Regions from separate parts of the Macaca mulatta genome. Here region 1 is linked to region 2. A link is a contact called in public Hi-C data. All regions are on one chromosome and are shown on one strand. The core of a region is the stretch at or near the end of the contact, and the rest is flanking DNA. Distances in the headings are between cores, read along the strand shown.

The links. Hi-C and Micro-C count contacts between places; a contact is called where the count stands out from the background.
Region 1: a Hi-C map of CD4 T cells shows a contact between it and region 2, with 7 times the contacts expected there. The contact joins the promoter of LIN54 here to the promoter of COQ2 in region 2. A contact is called at or near these places in 2 of 14 Hi-C or Micro-C datasets (CD4 T cells and fetal cortex germinal zone).

Annotation. Positions count from the first base shown.
Region 1 is chr5:50,759,156-50,762,878 of T2T-MMU8v2.0, forward strand. LIN54 (lin-54 DREAM MuvB core complex component) reads left to right here and starts at 2,092. Exons shown (of 11, transcript XM_028848456.2): 1 at 2,092-2,241.
Region 2 is chr5:50,457,875-50,461,223 of T2T-MMU8v2.0, forward strand. COQ2 (coenzyme Q2, polyprenyltransferase) reads left to right here and starts at 1,492. Exons shown (of 8, transcript XM_002808408.4): 1 at 1,492-1,633; 2 at 1,636-1,908. The coding sequence starts at 1,507.

The sequences.
Region 1 (3,723 bases), core at 842-3,341, 300 kb after region 2:
TTTTTTTATGTGTTTAGTAGAGACGGGGTTTCATCGTGTTAGCCAGGATGGTCTCAATCTCCTGACCTCGTGATCCACCTGCCTCAGACTCCCAAAGTGCCCGGATTACAGGCATGAGCCACCGCGCCCGGCTTGTAAATTCTTTTTACTACCACATTGCTGGAATTTGATAACTTTTTTTTTTTTTTGAGAGTCTCACTCTGTTACCCAGGCTGGAGTGCACTGGTATGACCTCGGCTCACTGCAAACTCTGCTTCTCGGGTTCAAGTGATTCTCCTGCCTCAGCCTCCTGAGTAGCTGGTACTACAGGCGCATTCCACCATGCCCGGCTAATTTTTGTATTTTTAGTAGAGGCAGGGTTTCCCCATGTTGGCCAGGCTGGTCTCAAACTCCTGACCTCAGGTGATCCACCTGCCTCAGCCTCCCAAAGCGCTGGGATTACAGGTGTGAGCCACTGCGCCTGGTCTGATAATATCTTAATTCTTTTTATTTAAAAAAAAATTATTTTGTAGAGATGGAATCTCACTACGTTGCCCAGGCTGGTCTCAAACTCCTGGCCTCAACCCATCCTCCTGCTTCGGTCTCCCAGAGTCCTGCGATTACAGGTGTGAGCCACAGCACCAGATCAATAACATCTAAATAATCAATTTTCCCTTCATAACAAAATCATAGTGAGAAAGGAAGTTTCCCTTCTCTTTTTTGGGCACTGTTTGTCTTGGGTTTTAGTATGAGAGTTATGCTGCCTTGTGGAATAAACTGGGAAAGGGTCTCCCTTTTTTGAGATTTGTTTGGTCTCTCTAAAATCTAGCCAGTTTTGGGTACCCCATCGCACTCTCTTCTTCCTTCCAGTGGTGCGCCAACAGTACCATCAATCATTTTACCATGAGGATTTCTCACACTAGCTCTCAAGGTTCCTCATAAAGTGGGCTCACAATGCTGATCTCCAACAAAGCCTTTGTGTCTTTCAACTTTATCACATTCCTTGCACATGTCACAGACCTTACCATTTTCAAGGCTTTGCTAATTTCATGACATCTGCCTTGTTAAATCCTGACTATTAGTGTTTGGGCTGGTACTGGGTGTTGATTATGGCACAAGGGAACTAACATTTTAGGCAGAGACAGTGTACCTGCTTAGCACCCTTCATTTTATTTAATCATCAGAATTCTGGGAAGTTTTGTTATTTTTATTTGCTGGATAGGAAAATAAACGTTATACACTAATAAACGGAGGTGCCACTAAATACCAGTACCGCTTGATTCCAAAGTGATTGCTGCCTCCACTAGTTTCACCTCCTCCATTGTGTTCCCTAGGTAGTCTCTGATGCTGACCTGTATGTCCTCCGTGCTCCATTAGCAAATTATACACTGTACCGCACCATCTTACATTTACACTCTTGTATTTTCTATTTTTTCATATCTGTAGTGCTTGTCTCACACACAGCAGTTAATAATCTCTCAGAATATTTTTTCTTTTTCCCCTCAGAATGATCTCTCAGCGTCTGGTCATCCGACTCCGTATTTGGATATCATATAAATCGCGGGAAAAAATAAAAGGTGATTAAATACAAATAATTTTGACTGTGTTAGTCTTAGCTGTGTGTTGCAAGAAAAAAACAAAAGGTCTCTTTCAAAATAAGTTTAACTCTCAATGATCTCCCTGGGGCTTTTTAGCGACCCCTGCAAAATTAGTGCCTAAAAACACAGTGACTTGGCATTTGTGACTACTGATCACCTCCTCACTCAAGCACATCAAACAGCGGGATATCCTGGAAGTCGCACCTACAGCTCACACTTCCTAACAAGGAAAGCTAGACGAAGGGACGGTCTTTCCCAACAGCAGCGCGATGCGGGTCCTCCCCCCACCAGCTTCAGTGGGATGGAACATTCCGTGCGATCACTTTGACCGGGCGCCACTCGGAGTCACGTGGAGCTGTAGCGCCCCGGCGGAGCCGGGCGGAATAACGCGGGCTCGGGTTGCCAAGAGGAGGGGCGAGGCACCGCGGAAGAGGCGGAGCGAAGGAAGCCGGCCGTGGGGCGGGGTGCTGAGCGCAGGGGCGGGCAGAGAGGGGCGCGCGGGCGGGGAGGGCCCGGCGTATTATGGGATGCGGCGGTGGAATGGCGCTGGGCGCGTGATTTTGAACAAACCCTGGTCTGTGTCTCGGAGGCGCCGCCGCCGCCGCTGCTGCTGGGAGCCCAGGGAGCGCCGCGCGACTAGGAGGCGGCGGCGCCGCCGGCTTTGGTGAGTGTCAGCCGCCGGGATGGGGGCTACTGGGCGGGCGGGCGGGAAGGGGGAACCGGCCCCCGCTGCGAGTGGCTGCGCGGGCGGAGAGCGCTGGACCGCTCCCTCCGGGAGCCCGGGCCGGTGGGCCTTGGCGGGGAGCGGGAACCCGCCAGCGGGGTCAGCCGCGCCCCTTCCCTGGGCTGCGGGGGGCGGAGGATCCTCGGGGCTCCGTCTCTTCCCGCCGGCTCCCGGGAGGGTGGCTGTCACCCGGCAGGGCCAGCGCTCGGCCAGCCGCCTGCCTGGCGGTCTGGAGGAAGGGCTCCCGCGGCTGTTGACACGCACACTGCGCGACCCAACAAGCCGGCCGTGGCTGCCCCGGGTTTCTGGGAACCGGTTTTGCTGCTGTGTCATTTTGTGCCAGTCCCTCCTCTCCCTACTGCCCGCCGCCGCGTTCTTCCTATGCCCCTTTGTATAGGCTCTTGTTCGTGCGTGTCCGTTTTCCTCGCGAAGCCCACCAGCCAAATGTCATAATGTTCCCGAGGTGCACGGGGGAAGGGAGCGGGCCGGGACTTAGCTTGGACAGCAACGGTAAACAACCAAGCAGAGTGCGGATGGACGGGGCCGTCAGTAGGGAAATGAAGTTTAAAGATGAAGTAACTGATAACACTTTACACTCTCAGCATCTGGCAGTCTGCATATAAAAACAGCAATTGGGGTGGGTGGTAGACAGCCCTTGTTGAAGGCTGAATCTACCGACTTTTATATGGAGTTGCCATTGAAACAAGGTAGGGAAATGAAATGACTTTTTCAACTTCAACCTTAATCTTCTTACACTAACTTAGACAGTAGAGTGGCCCTGTTCGCAGCCTTGAAATTCAGTTTGCCCAGAGCTTATATTGTAGTTGAATGATAAAGAATTAAGTTTTTGGTTGGTTAACTCTTTTTGAAATTGACAAAGGCAGCCAGTTTCCTTTTTTTTTTTTTTTTTAAGTGTTGGTCTCAGAAGAAGCCTTGCAGCTTATGTTTTGTTATTTTTTAAATGATTAAGAATTATCTCTGTTCTCTTTTGGTTACTTATTCAACTGACTGATGACAGGAGCTGTTAACTCTCACTTACCTAGTAGGTAACTCTAGGGTCTTGTTCTGAAGCAAGCTGTTTATTTTCACTGTATTGAACAAATATATCAGCAGCAGATGGTTTTTTTTTTTTTAATTTGATGACTTAGATCCTAAAAACATTTGGCAAATACTTTTAGCTTAGAGTTATATTTTCAATATTTTAGAAATTGATCATTCATGAATGTTTCTACAATTAGTTCAATACATTTTAAATCTAGTTGCGCTTTGACGTCTTAAACCGATGACAGATTGGAAGTCACAGTGTTCATGGACAGAAATGACCAGATAAAATTAAGTTGGAGAGGAAGACAGCTCAGAACTTTATTTTTTAAAATGAAGTGTTTTGACCAGCTCACCTGCATGAGGAGTGCTGCCTGTAAT
Region 2 (3,349 bases), core at 242-2,741:
CCCATCTAAACAACTAGGAGTGTTACTCAATTTCCTGTTGGCCTTTATTCTTTGCAGGCAGGAGAAAGGCTAGGTACCCCCTGCCTCATTACACTAAAGTGGCCAGGCATCCAACTTGCTGTATTTAAGATGTGCAAGAAGTCACAGAATCATTGTACAGGTTTTATGGAAAGGAGCCTAAAGACTAAGTCAACTTCCTGGAACATTAAAATCCAGACGAGTGACTTGCCTAGGGTTACTCAGTGAGAGGTTAAATGAGATGATACATGTAAAGTGCCTGGCACACAGCGGTATACAGAGTTGCTTATGAAAGATTGCTGATCATCTGAGGCAGGAGGATCGCTTTAGCCCAGGTGTTCCAGACCAGCCTGGGCAACACAGTGAGACCTCCTCTCTACGAAAAATTAAAAAATTAGCCAGCCATGGTAGCTCGTGTCTGTAGTTTCCAACTATTTAGAATGCTGAGATGGGAGGATTGATTAAGCCCAAGAGGTGGAGGCTGCAGTGAGCCATGATCCCTCCACTGGTCTCCAGCCTGGATGACAGAGCAAGACTCTGTCTCAAAAAAAAAGAGTGATGACTTTTCAGCTCCAGGTTCTTAGCGTCACACACGCTGGTTGTCTGCTGATTACACGAACTCCTTTGAAGGGCTGTCAAATTTAAAATTTTCACTTGTGTAATGAGCATCCCTTAATCCTGAATGCGGTTTTAATTAACAGTCTTGTATGTGGCCACTTGGTGCCCTTTTTGTTTTAAAATGGCTAAACGTGTATGCAAATTCTTTTGGATTCAGTACGTTTTTCAAAGCTTTTTTTTTTTTCCTGGTACAACTGTTTCATATGTATAAACACTATCCTTTTCATTTTATGGAGAAAGCTAATAATAGTGTTAAATTATAGGGGGCCATTGTTTTGAACTAAGTTCCTGCACTAGGTCTCAACAGATCAGACTAAGAATCAAGAGTCACCCATGCTAAAGTTCCAAGTCACCAAACTAAAACTAAGTTGTATCTGACATTCTGAGAAGTCAGGAAAGAGAGACAACAGCCAATTTTCCAACCAGGCCGTTTCAAAATGCAATCGTCATGACAATTAAGTTTCCTGTTTTAGTCCTTAACCTGGAGTAACCTGATGTTAACCAATCAGTTACTTCTCTACTGTTGTTTCCCTGTCCCCTCCTCGCAGTGAAAGTAATTTGAAGTGACCAATACGCTTTTTGTTCTTCGCTTCTGCTTTCTTCAGCCCTTTTTCTGTCTATAAAGCCAACTTCCTCCGCTCGACTCTTTGGAACACTTATTCTATTTTATGGAATAAGGTGTTGCCCGATTCTATTTTTTGTTTGTTTCCTCAGAGACCCCTGTTTTAGTGTTGCCCGATAACAGAATCACAAAGTCAATCGAGATCGAGTTGTAAAAAATTACAACTACATTTGTCGTAATTTTTTTGCCTTTTGCCAACAGGAATTCCTTTTACATTAAGTATTCCTCCTTTACAGTAAGCGACCACGATGACCCCTTTTTCTCAAGTAAGGATGAGGAAAGCTTCTGTCCACGCCGCCGCCCAGCCTGGCAGACTTGGATTGCATCCTGCGGATGCCACTGCGCATGCCCGCTGGGGAATGACGTCAATCCGAGCTCTCCCGGCCTCCCCAGCGCCATGCTGGGCTCGCGAGCCGCGGGGTTCGCGCGGGGCCTGTGGTCTGTGGCACTGGCGTCGCTGCCGGGCTGGCGGGGCCGCTCCTTCACCCTGGCGCGTGCGACCGGCGCGCCCCACGGTGGTGACTTGCAGCCCTCCGCCTGTCCCGGGCCGCGCGGGCGCCAGCTCAGCCTGTCCGCTGCGGCGGTGGTGAACTCCGCGCCCCGCCCCCTGCAGCCGTACTTGCGCCTCATGCGGTTGGACAAACCCATTGGTGAGTGCGGGCGGGCGGGCAGCCCGGGAATTTGCAAGTAGCAGCCTCCGACTCCGCTCCGCGGAGCTGTCCGCGGCGGCCGGCCCGGAAGTGATGGAAATGAGAGCATGAAAGCTTGGGCTTGGCTGCCGACTGCCGTGCGCCCAGGGGCGAGTCGCTTCGGGACACGCAGTCTGGACAGTCTCCTAAAGGACTCGACAGTTTCACGTCTGTCTGCATCCTGAGCACCTGAAGCGGGGCAAGATAATTCTCTTTCCACAAATACTTGTTTAAATGGTGACTCAAGCGGAAGGTTCCGTTCTCGTGGCCCTCATTTATTTATTAGAATGTTTGATCCTCCCCGCAATCTTGTAAGGCCCACAAAGACAATAATTAAGACAGTTAAGACGCTGAGGAAACTAAGGCTCCTCGTCAGAGCCAGACTAGAAGAACTCTGTGTTTTGATACTGAGTCGGAGCTCTTTTGCCTGTGTCACCCATAAGGCAAAGATTTAATTCATTTGAACGCAGCAGAGACAGCGCTTACGGACTGCCTGTCAGCTCACAATCGCCCCCGACAGGAAGATTTCCCTGACTTTCTTATTTTAATTAACACCTACCAACCTCACTTTCTATCGCTTTATCCACAATTTTTCTTAATAGCACCACTAACCTTATGCTCTTATTGGTTGATTGGCTACTCAAGTAGTGTTAAGTGAATTAATAAGTTCCTACTACATTGTCCGGCCATAGAGATAGAAAGAGCTATGGAAACTCCTTGCTTTCAAGGAACTCTGGTCTAGTTGAAAAAGACTATTTGGTGAGCTAGGAAAATATGGATCAAATATGAGTGGTACAGATAGCAAGTGCTACAGGGAAAAAGAGAAATTGCTGTGGGTCCCTTGCTGGAAAGTTTCAAGAAGAAATTATACTCCAAGGGACAAGTTGATTTTGCAAAGGAGAGAAGAGATCTTAGTGCGAGAAGTATTTTTGCAAAGCACCAAGGATGGGGTGTTAGAACACTACGATTATAAGCCTGACCTGGAACACCAAGTGGGTGTGGAAAATGGGAAACGAGACTAGACAAGAACGGGTCTGAAGAAGCTGGATAACGTGGAGGGAGAAGTGGAGGATGAACTCCAGCCAATCTAGATGATGACATTTGCCATTGCAGTGTATGGGGATGTATTCAAAGGCCTAGGTACATTCACTCCACTTTTGCCCATACAAGACCCAAATTAGGCCTTGCTTTTGGTATTCTAGATTTATGCACGACCTATTTGGGATTAGAGCACTAAGTTATAACAGTCAGCTATTAAAACATAAAAGCCCATTGAATGATAGGGACAGCCCTGACATCATTGGGAGGCTGTGTATGACCCCCATGCATTTTGGGGAGATTCATGTTGAGAGGCATACATTTCCAAGCCCAGTTCCAATCTGAAGCCTGACTATAATTCTGT